3 separate regions of the Mus musculus genome follow, and regions 2 and 3 are each linked to region 1. Evidence: chromatin contacts called from public HiChIP or PLAC-seq data. All regions are on one chromosome and are shown on one strand. Each heading gives the region's core, a stretch centred on a gene start, on an enhancer-like site or on the middle of the called end of the contact. The rest is flanking DNA. Distances are from core to core; before and after follow the strand shown. Region 1 has its middle 230 kb from the start of Gm36886. Region 2 has its middle 4.3 kb from the start of Gm17746. Region 3 overlaps Gm36287 (a long non-coding RNA gene).

Evidence for each region. HiChIP or PLAC-seq counts read pairs in DNA pulled down with a chosen protein or histone mark.
Region 2: a contact with region 1 is called in an H3K27ac HiChIP or PLAC-seq map of differentiating embryonic stem cells, with 4 times the contacts expected there. The contact joins two enhancer-like sites. A contact is called at or near these places in 2 of 115 datasets of contacts at active chromatin or transcription factors (differentiating embryonic stem cells and embryonic stem cells).
Region 3: an H3K27ac HiChIP or PLAC-seq map of large pre-B cells shows a contact between it and region 1, with 6 times the contacts expected there. The contact joins two enhancer-like sites.

Annotation. Positions count from the first base shown.
Region 1 is chr12:25,700,271-25,704,100 of GRCm38.p6, forward strand. No RefSeq gene overlaps it. Among named protein-coding and RNA genes, the nearest start is that of Gm36886, 230 kb to the left of the region's middle. Within about 2 kb of position 2,146, at least 32 of the 459 cell types and tissues checked have an H3K27ac peak or open chromatin away from gene starts, as enhancers often do. A contact at or near this core is called in differentiating embryonic stem cells, where this site is marked.
Region 2 is chr12:25,122,931-25,126,760 of GRCm38.p6, forward strand. No RefSeq gene overlaps it. Among named protein-coding and RNA genes, the nearest start is that of Gm17746, 4.3 kb to the right of the region's middle. Within about 2 kb of position 1,876, at least 59 of the 459 cell types and tissues checked have an H3K27ac peak or open chromatin away from gene starts, as enhancers often do. A contact at or near this core is called in differentiating embryonic stem cells, where this site is marked.
Region 3 is chr12:25,164,058-25,167,887 of GRCm38.p6, forward strand. It overlaps Gm36287 (a long non-coding RNA gene), which reads left to right. Exons shown (of 9, transcript XR_003950180.1): 5 at 3,303-3,400. Among named protein-coding and RNA genes, the nearest start is that of Gm36496, 25 kb to the right of the region's middle. Within about 2 kb of position 1,809, at least 121 of the 459 cell types and tissues checked have an H3K27ac peak or open chromatin away from gene starts, as enhancers often do.

The sequences.
Region 1 (3,830 bases), core at 896-3,395:
CTCTATACTTTATATATGCATATCCACATCCATATATATGCATGCACACCACACATATAGTCTAAGTAAACATTTTTATTTCTACATGTGCATTGTGCATGTGTGTGGAGTGTGCATGCCATCGTACACATGTGGAGATTACAGGACAGCTTAACAGGAAGTCAATTCTCTTATTCCACAATGTAGACTCTAGGGATCTAACGTGGGTCATCAGGCTTGAAGACCAGAACTTTTGTTGGCTAAGCCATTTAAATGAAACTTTCCAGAAGAGCTAGATGATCAAAAGCCACTTAGTTGTATTAGTGTCTTTTTCTGGTTGTGATATAATAACCTGACAAAACGGAGAAGAGTTTATTTAATCTTAGAGTTTCAGATGGAGAGAGTCCACTGTGGTGAGGAACACGGCAATAGGTGGCGGTGGGGCATAGCACTAGCTGGGGGCAGAGCCCGGCAGCAGAAACAGGAAGACAGTGGTTACCATTGCATCTGTCAACAAGTGGAGGCAGGCTTTCAAAGTTCAGAACCGGTCCCCAGTGACATACTTCTTCAGCAAGTTCGTCCTATTGGTCCCATACCCTTTCCCAAACAGTGTCTCAAGCTGCCAAATGTTGAAACACATGAGACCTGTGAGGCTGTGTCTCATTCAGACTACAGCAGAGGCCACTGTCACTTTGTCACTATGGTGCACTGAAGTGGGCGGTAGGTGCGAGCTTTATGGAAATTGCTGAAAGATCACCACCTCCTTACGCTGCTCCCATTCTCCGCCCCCACCCTACCCACCCCGAGATCCACCTGCACCTACCATGTGTGTTCCAGTGAGGAATGTCCCCCATCATCTTGTTCGTTTGAACATTTGGTTCCCAGAAGGTGCAGCTGTCTGGGAAGGTTTAGGACATGTGCTTTAATAGAGGGAGTATGTCACAGGAGGTGGGCTTTGAGATTAAAGCCTCATGTCATTTCCAGTCATTATCTATGCTTACTGCTTATGTTACAAGACATGTGCCCTCAGCTTGTCACTCAAGCCACCGTGCCTTCCACCTCCTTCATTCTGTCCCCAACATTATGAACTCAAACCCCCTGGAACCATGAGCCTAAATAAACTCTTTCTTCTATAAGTTGCCTTGATCACAGTGTTTCACCACAGCAGCAGAAAAGTGACTAACACACTGTTGCCATTGAACTTTGGTGTTGAACTTCTTAGGGCTAACATTTATGAGAGGTATAGGTAATAGAAATCATTTTGGTAGGTTTTAATTCATTCACTCATGTATTCAAAGCTGTCTTTCTCAAGGCATGTCAAGAAGCCTTGACATAGGTGTATGAGCGAGTGACAAGCTAGCAGTAGGAACTGACCATGGTGTAAACTCACAAAATGCAGCACATTCTAGGTCAAAGAGTAGCCTTTGGGGACCCAGGTGCATTCCTTCACAGGACCCAGAAAGTTGTCAGTGCTTCTCCTACAGGAACGGAGTAAGCACCTGCTTGATTTCTATTGTGTTGTTGCAACACCATAACCAAAAGTGGTTTAGAGAAGCAATTGTTCATTTTGTGTACATTTCAATATCACAGTCCCACTGAAGGAAGTCATGGTAAGGGCTCATTCAGAAACTTGAAGCAGAAGCTATGGAGGGCTGTGGCTTGCTGGATCGCTCTTTCTTTCTTTCTTTCTTTCTTTCTTTCTTTCTTTCTTTCTTTCTTTCTTCTTTTCTTTTCTTTTCTTTTCTTTTCTTTTCTTTTCTTTTCTTTTCTTTTCTTTTCTTTTTTTTTTTTTTTTGAGACAGGGTTTCTCTGTGTACTTTGGCTGAACTCACTCTGTAGACCAGGCTGGCCTCGAACTCAGAAATCCACCTGCCTCTGCCTCCCAAGTGCTGGGATTAAAGGCGTGCCCCACCACCGCCCAGCCATACTTAGCTTTCTTGTATAGTTCAGGACCAGCTGTCCCCCACAGTATGCTGGGCCCTCCTCCACCATTTAACACTAAAGGCAATGCCCAACAGATACAACCGCTGGTCAGCCTGGTTCTGCTCTCCTTTCAGATGACTCCAGGCTGTGTCAGTTTGACAGTTGAAGCTAACTAGGACTGTGTGGAAGCCCACAGGGAGCAGCAGGTGCGCGGGGTGCCTGGTTGTACCTGGGAAATGTAAATGCAAGCTTTGTTTCCTTGTCTCTTGAAATGCTGGAAGGAAAACCACAGGTGCCTTCAAGGAAACAGATGGAAGCTGCGGTGTGTTTTGTGTAACCAAAGCATTAGGCTGTGTTTGTGTGGCTTCGGGCGAGTTACTTCCTCTGAGCTCTGATCTTTCTCAGGTGCAGCTCCAGAAACCATCCTTTCCTTTCCTTGTGGCTTTCTCGGGTCCACCGGCTTGCTCCGCCTCTGTGGTGTAAAAGACGCAGGCCCCTCTGTCATAGGCAGTAGACTGGCATGCCGTCTGGGTTTCCTTTCTAATCTTCCGCGAGTCTCATTCCAGAGCCCTTGGACAATAGGGCGGCATGGTGGGAGAGAGAAGAATGAACTCAGGGAGGGGGCCGGCCAATCTTAGCTTATTTCAAAGAGTTCACGTGGATTGTAAGTGTCGGATCATGAGGAGGCTGGCAAAAGGGCCCGCTCCTCATGAGGTCTGGTTAATATTAGGAATTATTGCCTCAAACACTGCAGGTGTGGATCGACCCCTTTCAGTCCCTGCAAGTGGGGCTGCAACCGCCTTTGACAGCCTCCAAGCTGCAGAGTGCTCACGCCCAGGGCAGACAATGATGCGGGGGAGTTGCTGGTTTTAGGATAGAAAATTACAATGCATATATAGTAAACAGCACCTGGAAGTTTACTAATGATTTTTACAATTAACAGCAGCGGTCTGATTATTCATGCGTGCTTTCTATGAAAGAGAAGAAAGGAAGCAGATGTTGAAAACAGTCACGTGGCTTGGAGTTTACTGGGAGGGGGCCCTGGTGGTGAGAGAAGAAGGATGGATGGGCTGGAGCAAAAGGAAGGAAGAGTGAACGAGGTGGAGATAGCTTCCTGTGGTTTTGCTCTGGCTGTCGTATGCAAATAGCCTCATCCAGATCTCACAAGAAACCTTCAGATACTTTCACATCTTCTTAAGTCATTTCTACACTCTGCATGTTTAAAGCCCCATGTAGTTTGCAGCGGCTGAGCAATAGATATATTAAGTAGTCAATGGAAACATATGATTGGGCTTTTTTTTTTTTTCTGTTTCGTACTAAATTTTGTGTGGCTCTGATGAACATGTAGGATGATTCTGGCTCAATGCCTGTAAAAGGCACCAGGTGGGCTTCTGGTTACTTCTAGAGACTCCTGTTCTTCAACCATGAAGCCATCTGTATTATATTCTGAAACTTGATGTCTGATTCCAATGTTTTTCACCCTTTGTTTCTCAGCCTTTTAAACCCCTTGCTCAGCTCCAAGTAAATTTGATGACTTTGTCTACAACTGAATGCTGAATGGACTTGTTTATATACTGAAAAGGGATGGTGTTGTCAGACAGTGCTCTTAAGGGTTAAATGTTTTCTTGTTTCACCATACACAGGCTTGCTCTCTCTCTCTCTCTCTGTCTCTCTCTCTCTCTGTCTCTCTCTGTCTCTCTCTCTCTCTCTGTCTCTCTATCTATCTATCTATCTATCTATCTATCTATCTATCTATCTATCTATCTATCTATTCCCCTCCCTTCTATTTTAGCTTGTTCTTGGTTCACCTAAAAAAGATTTTTATGTGATTGAAGTCATGGGGAAAGTGTTATTTTGTAGTTTGCTATTGTTCAAAATTTAAAATCATGGGGCTGCTATTTGATTCTTAGTACCTATATCAAGGCAGC
Region 2 (3,830 bases), core at 626-3,125, 580 kb before region 1:
GCGGCAGACAGGGCTGGAATGAAGTCTTGGGATCTCAGAGTATGTGATCCACAGGAGTGGACAGAGAGCAGCTGGGGGTGGTGGCAGGTTCATCCCAATGGAGGAGGCCAAGTGAGTGTGGCTGCCATACACCAAGAAGTCTGCAGAGTCTCTCTGAGTGCAGTGTTGAAGGAGGCGAAGGGAGCCTAGCACAAAGCTGGTGTCACCATGACATTGTCTCTCTATTCCCGGGCAATGCAGAGGCGACGTCTGTATTTCTAGTTGCCGTATGAGGTACTTGATAGAAGCAACTTAAGAGAGGAATGGTTTATTTTGGCTTATGGTTTGAGGGGATACAGTCTGTCACTCAGGGTGGGTATGGTAGGGGAGGGGCACTGTAGCAAGGGCATAAGGCGGCTTCTTGTTACAGAGGGTAACAAGGAAGTGGAGAAAGACAGGCCCAAACTGGGACCAGGCTATAATGGAGGCCTGTGCTACCCAGTCTTGCTTCCTTTGGGAAGATTCACTTCTTAATGGTTCCTTAAACAGTGTAAACAGCCAAGGACCAAATACAGGAGCCTCCGGGAGAGTCTCAGATCTAAACTATACCGGTTTTTTTGGATCCCTTTGGGAAGAACCACTCTATACATTCCCTTGCCAGCTGAGAATGCCCAGGCAAGCACACTTTATCCAAACACTCATTTGCATTTGGATATAAGGAAATACAACAAATGAGGAGACATCGTGGTGGCTCAGTGGGCTAAGACATCTGCTTGCAAGCCTGCCTATCGTACTTCAACCCTTGGTCTCCTAGAGTAGGTGAGTACTGATGGACACCGTCCTCTGACCTCCATATGTTCACCCTGGGATGTGCTACTCCCTTACACTCAATCAGTCAATCAATCAATGTAATTTAAAAACACCAGCAAAACAAAATATGTACTGTCTCATGATACCCCCCCCACCCCCCACAGTGCTCAGGTGCCCTGGGAATGCGGTAAAAGAACCTGACTCACCCCCACCCCCACCCCACGCCCCAAGTAGCCTCCTCCATGGGAGGTCTGGCAGCTGTTTGCAACACATGTGACATTTATTCCCCCTCCCCCTTCCATGTGCAGAGTCAGGTGAAGTTAGAGCAAACGGAACCCAGAAATCTCCATTTTTCCTCCACCAAGAGTTCATAAATGACAAACTAAATTAAGTGAAATCATTGAGCAACAACGATGCAGATAGCGCTGGCCCAGGGACCCTGGCAGCCCTACTGTTTTCTGGAGGAGCATTTTATTGACCTGTGCCAGTTAAACTGAGTTCAAATACATTTACTTATTGGTGGAGCAAACGCCATTAGTCTGAGCAAAATTCATTAGCTACCCCAACCCCATCCCTTTTTTGCTTGGCTTTCCTTGCTGGGGTAATTATAAGAGTTTTCCATTAGCAAGTTATAGGAAGTAAGTTAGCTTTGCCTTCTACCTTTAACATCTGACAAAGAGCAGGGGGAGGCCCCCATGTACAACAGCCAAGCATTGGCACTTAGGACCAGGATCCCATGGGAGGACACAAAGGCTGTGGGAAGGGGCAAGAGGGAGGGGTCGTGGGGCTTGTGAGCAATATCACCAGAATGCTGGGGCTTGGCCTCACTCCTTGTGAGCCAGTGTGGGAGGCACAGCCTCGGGGATAAGCAGGCCAGGCTCCTGTCAGGGATCCTGCGCACAGATGTTGCCACCTTATGAGATAATTTCCAGGCCTCAATGGGGTGAAAGGGTGGATTTGTTAGAGAGGAGCATACCTCTGGGGGGCTTTTCAGGGATCTGACCATGACTTCATTACCATGTCAATCCCCGAGTAGGCGCTGATTTAACCCAGCAGTGGGCTGAATGCATATGGACGGGATGGGCCCCTCAGTGAATAGTGAATGGAAAGCCGGCTGGAATCTGCCTTCAGCTTTGTTCGGATATGACCAATGTAAGGGAGCCCCGGGCCTCGGCACAGATGGTGGGAGGGGCCCTGACATCCACCGGCCTCTTCTTTTCTTTCGCGGTCTGCTACTTGCCCATTTCTTCTGTGTCTGTATAAATATTTCAGTGGCCTGGCCGGGTCACTTTGATTTTCTTGTTCACCAAAAGTAAAACTAGCTGGGGTGGGGTGAGGAGGGGCTGGGGGAGGGTAAGATCGGAGCTGCAGTGGGTTTGGTGTCGGTGGGGGTTGGGGGTGTGTGTGGATAAGAACCCGAGCTGAAGTGCAGTAACATCGGAGGCCACACATTTTCAAAGATTGTTGTCAAATTTTAAAAACCCAATTTTGTGAGGTTTAGACGTAGTTGATAATGTCATTAGGAAACCATGAAAAAGACTATTAAAAAAAAATCTCAACAACCGCTTCTTTTTGAGTTCAGAACCGCTTCTTGAATTCTATGGGAATTTTGAATTCTCTCAGTGTTCGGAAAGGAAGAGAAACTTACAGGTGTGGGCTGGGGCCGGTGTCCAAAGGGCCAGGAGTGTAAATCAAAGGGCACCCTGCCATGATCTAGGCTTCCTTCTGCTTTAAAAGTTAGAACAGATGTCACAAGGGGGGCAAAGTAGATTTGGCCAACAGAGGGGCCTTTCTGGTCATCCTTAGGACGAGGCGCCTTGAAATGTTAATGCACACGGTGTGTGTTGCCGGGTTTGCCTAGCGATGGTGGGAAACAGTCCTGATCCCAACAAAACCTTTTGTTATTAATCAAGAAAATCTGGTCCACTGAAGCAGCAAAGAGCTAGAACTGAGTGAGCCACCGCCTAGGAGAGCAGTGCGCGGGAATGCGGTAAAGTTTCTCCATGTCCTCGGCTCCCACAGTTTAGCAGCAGGGCTACGTCTCCTGCGTCTTAGGCTTTAGAAATACTGTTTTGTTTGTATGCTTTTGAGATGCAGGCTTGGGGAACTTGGTTAAAGGCTGTGTTGAGCCATTTCTAAGGGAGAAAAGCTGCCTGCTGTATAGCCTAAGCGGGACATTCTGCTTGGCTTGGTGGTGAGGGGGGCTTCCTGGGTCCTTTCACACCCTTGAGTTTTATTCTGTGCAGAGGAAAAGGAAACTTCTGTTTGGTTTTAAACATACATGGCCATACCACAGATCGTCCCAACTTAAAATCTGCAAAAGTCAAAGGCGATTTTATGTCCAAGGAAGGAAGGAGGGAAAATAGACCTACTGAAACATGGGCACTGATCAGTGCAGCCTACAAGCCTTGTTTTGGTTTTAATTTCTTGTCTTTCTCCATGTGTGTATACATGTTTCTACATGTATGTGAGTGCATGTGTGTGTGGAGACACACGTAGAAGGGTATGCATGCAGATGTTCGTGCTTTCGGAGGTCTGAGGTTGATTTAGGGAGTCAGACTCAAGCATTCTTCTACTTTATTCATTAAACCAAGGACTCTCAATCAAACGCCGAGCTTGCCAATATGGAGAATCTGGCTGGACAGCATGTTCTGGAGCCCCCCTCCTTAGCATCCCCCCCCCCCCACACACACACAAACACACACTCTGTCTCTACTTTCTCAGGCTGGGATTACAGAGAGGCTGCCACTCCTGCAGAGCATTTACTCGGGTCCTAGGGCTCTGACCTCTGGCCATCATGCTTTGTGATCAAGCTCTTTAACCAATGAACCACCTCCCTAGCCCCTATGCCTCTTGGTAAGAGGAAAACAGCAGCCCAGAATGAAGTGTAGGTTTGCAGCTGCTCCAGGGTTGGCTGTATCCCCTGGTTCTCATGATCGGTATCTGGTTACACAGTACAGTGTGGTACCATTGGGGATACGGTGCTATGATATGGGCTTGGTACTGGTACTCAAGGAGACAGGGGCACAGAATTGATAGGG
Region 3 (3,830 bases), core at 559-3,058, 540 kb before region 1:
CCCTCCTCATTTTACTCTCTTTTCCTTCCCTTTCTCCCTACAGCCTACAACATTCTTTTTACCTAGGAAACCCCCACATTAGAGCTAGGAACTCTTTAGCAGCTTGCCAAAATCCTGGGTGAGCATTCTCCTTGAAACTCATATGTGTGTGCATGTGTGTGTATATGTGTGTGTATGTGTGTATTTGTGTATGTGTGTATGTATGTAGGTGTATGTTTGTGCTCATGTGCAAGTGCATGTGCCACCTACATAAGATTACTGTGCATGTAAGGTGTACACATACTTAACCTGTGTGGCATGTGCACATATATGAAGTACGTGTACAGATGGATTGGTGTATTGTATGTATGAATATGTGCACAAATTTATACTTGTGTATAAGAGGAGATGACCACAGCAGAAGGGTTTGAGCCAGGAGTGGGGCTGCCCTAGATGGTCCTGTTCCTCAATTTCACTGGACACTGGTGAGAGACCTGCTACCCAACTCATGTACATCTACAAATGTCATGGTGAAGGGGAGAGGAGGGCATGAGTTCTCAGAAAAGGCCCACCACTGTCTTCTTGATGGCTGTTTGGCCTTTAAATGCAGGTAGCAATTACCCATTTGGACTATTTGGAGACTAATTAGCTTGCCCCTTGGAGATAGCAGGATGAAGAATGTGTCTCTTTGACCAGATCTACTTTCTCACCTCCCTGGGAAGGGCTTGGGGGAGGTCAAGGGATGACAGGGCACTGGTGAAGGATTGGGGAGAAATGAGTCCAGAGCTACAGGATGCCCTGTAGCTGCTTGGTCCCAGCTGCAGATCCTTCTGAAGATAAAAATAGCCTCCTGCTTTGGTTTGGCCTTTGCTGTTGTGTTATGGGCCACTTCCTTTGTGGGTGCAGCTCTTGGCTGTCTGCCTGAGAATGTAAGGTGGTGTCAGAGCCCCAGTTGGATCTGCCCCTGACTGCAGTGTCACTGTGTCACGGTGGGGAGCTGTGCCCTTGGCATCCCAGGATGATTTGAACTAGACCCACAGAGGCAGGATTCTCATGGTGGAGGAGTTCCAAGATCCCAAGAGGATGAGGAAGGTATCCACTTGGCTCAGATGGTTGCCTGAGCTTAGCTGTGAGTCCAGTTGCATATTGGTTCTTATCAGCCACAGGTCAAGCTCCAAAGAGTTGGTGATGCATTGTAACAATCACAAAGGTATTCCTCCAGGAGGACGCAGACTTGCAGGCAGGCGAGGTATCAGCATAGGCTAACATGCTGTAGATGTGAGAACTACAACATGCCTGAGTATGTTTTGCATGTCTGTTTTGCAGAGTTGCTCTGCCTTTCCTAGGTGCTAGGGATAAGCCTTGGCACCCAGGCCCTGCAGAGTGCAGGCCTACCTATGGAAGACTGCCTCCAGCACCTTCCTTCAGACTGTCACAGGCTTTACCCAGGCTGCTTGTGGTATGTGTCTTCCAAAATGTGCCCAGGTCAGCAAGGAGACTCCAGGCACTTCACCTACATCCATGATGGGTTCTGGACCCTCGCTGGGTGTGGGCGAGACTGGCCAACCTAGAACACTTGCTGTACATGGACACAAGTCACCTCCTGCCCACTCATGCTGGTGTCAGGCAGGGCCCTTGACATTTAGCAGTCTGTCTATGCAGCTGGGGGGCCAGCTCTACCGAGATGAGGGCTTGACCGTAGTCATTTGCACACAGTTGTGTCGGCTCTGCCTCACTGACTGTAACTCAAGGCCAAGGACCTTGCCTTCTTCATACTTGGGGTTTCCCCAGGGCCCAGACTCATGCCCTGCCCTAGAGGACAGCCAGTGCTTGGTCACATGGTCAGGTTTCTTTCTCCACAGCTGCAGCTGCAGTTTGTGTGCAGTAAGGCTTGGCCAGAATGTAGAGGCTTGGACTTGAGACAACCCCTGTCCTGTTCTTCTAGTTCCCTGTGACCTTGTGCAAGGCCCTGGAGTCTTTGAGTCACACCTGCAGAAGCTGTGATGTCTGTGTCTGGGGCTGGGCTTACGTGTTTGTCATGGGATGACCCAGCTGCTCAGGATCCCAGTAAGATGAATAGGGGTTTCTGGAGAAGGACCTGTGGCCTTCTTGTGACCTACAACCTGGACAAATGGCCCCGAGTCTCCCTTTAGGTCCCAGGAGCCTATGGGGAGACAGGGTGTTCATTTCTCTCCTTTAGAGCCAAGAGAAAACCCTGAGTCTGGCAGGAGGTACAGGATATGATGAGGGAGTCTCAGAAATGGGCAGTGCTGTATGGCTCTGAGCTGAGGTCAGGGATGACCCCAGGTGCGTTCTAAGGCACCTCGGGAACAGGTTTAAATAGTGCTATCATGTAACACCTAGGTTGGGATAGGAATGGCCATTCTGTGAAGTGGACTAGAGCTCCCCCAGGCCACCTTGGACTATGACTGGGGAGCCAGTGCTGGCAAAGGCACACATACAATTCCCTTCAGCTGTCTCTGGAGGCTCAAAAACACCAGGTGCAGGCTGTTGGTTAGAATTTCCATTTCCATTACCTGGGGCTTTTTTGTCCAGCCCACCCCTCCCCCGTCTCCAAGAAGGGTGTCATTCCCAAACCCAGTTGGCTGAGGCTCTTTCCAGGGGTGCCCACTTGTTATATGTTGGTGTCTGGCAGGCCTGCTACTTACCGAGGACAGAATGCCCAGCTTATGCATAAGGCATGGGATTCCCCCAGAAACTCTAAACTGCAAGGGCAGAGCCATGTGACAGTGGTCCCAGGAGTCCTGAATCTAAAGCCTGTCATAACCCAGATGGTTTTGGGACAGTCAAGCTAACTCTTTTGTCATTTGAACACAAGGGAAAAAAGTACTTGCTTAGAGTCTGTGTGAGGGGACTAAGTAAGGAAGGAGGGTGAAGGATGTGGGATATGGCTTGCCATAGCTTGCCATGGTGCAGTTAAGAATTAATCAGGGAGGTAGGGATGGTAGCTAGGATGTGAGAGCTGGAGGATGGAGAAGATGGTCATGAAACATTGCCATGGCAACCATGAACACACAGCACCTGTGGATACCTTCATGAAATTCCCCCATGGATAAAGGATGCACCCAGGGGGTCCCAACCCTATTCAAGGAGCTGAAAACTATTAACGCTGCAGAGTGTGTGGGGTCCTTTTCTCTAATGGTGTAGCCACTGGGGGATAAACTGAGAAGACAGGGTTCATATGATTATATATATGTACGTGTATATGTGTGTGTGTATGTATGCATGTATGTGTGTGTGTGTAGCTATCAAAAATAAAAAGGTGGCATGGCTTAGGCAGGCTTCTGCTCCTTGTTTTGTAGATCACCCAAGAGGCAGCCGACTGAAGAGGCACGGAATTCTTACAACATGGAAAGCGTGTTTATTATTCTTTTACTTGACAAGGAACCAGAGGCTACAGGTGCCAGATGCCCCGGCTATAGTGAGAACACAGATCACAACCACGTCTGTCTTGTTTGCTGCTTGTGCCTGGTCCACCAAATAGCAGATACTCAGGATACATGTTCTGAATGAGTAGGGCATCCATACAGGCTGGAAGCTGGGACTCACAGCGTGGGTCTTGTTTGGATTGGGGGGGGGAGGGTACAGTGAGAGTCAGGATGAGAAACATGAGGCACCTAACCAGAGGCAGATGGTTGCCAATCTACAAGCTGGCCAGAGTCCTGTGGGGCATTGCTCTGCCATAGGCTGTGCGCTTGGCTGAGTTGAGGGCTTTAAAGGAAAGAAATCAAGATGGTGTGTTTGCTTACCAAACATTTACTTACCTTGTGTCTGTCCTGTTTGTAGCTCCGTGAAGGCCATTATGAGGCTCTGGAGGGGGCCCCGTGGCT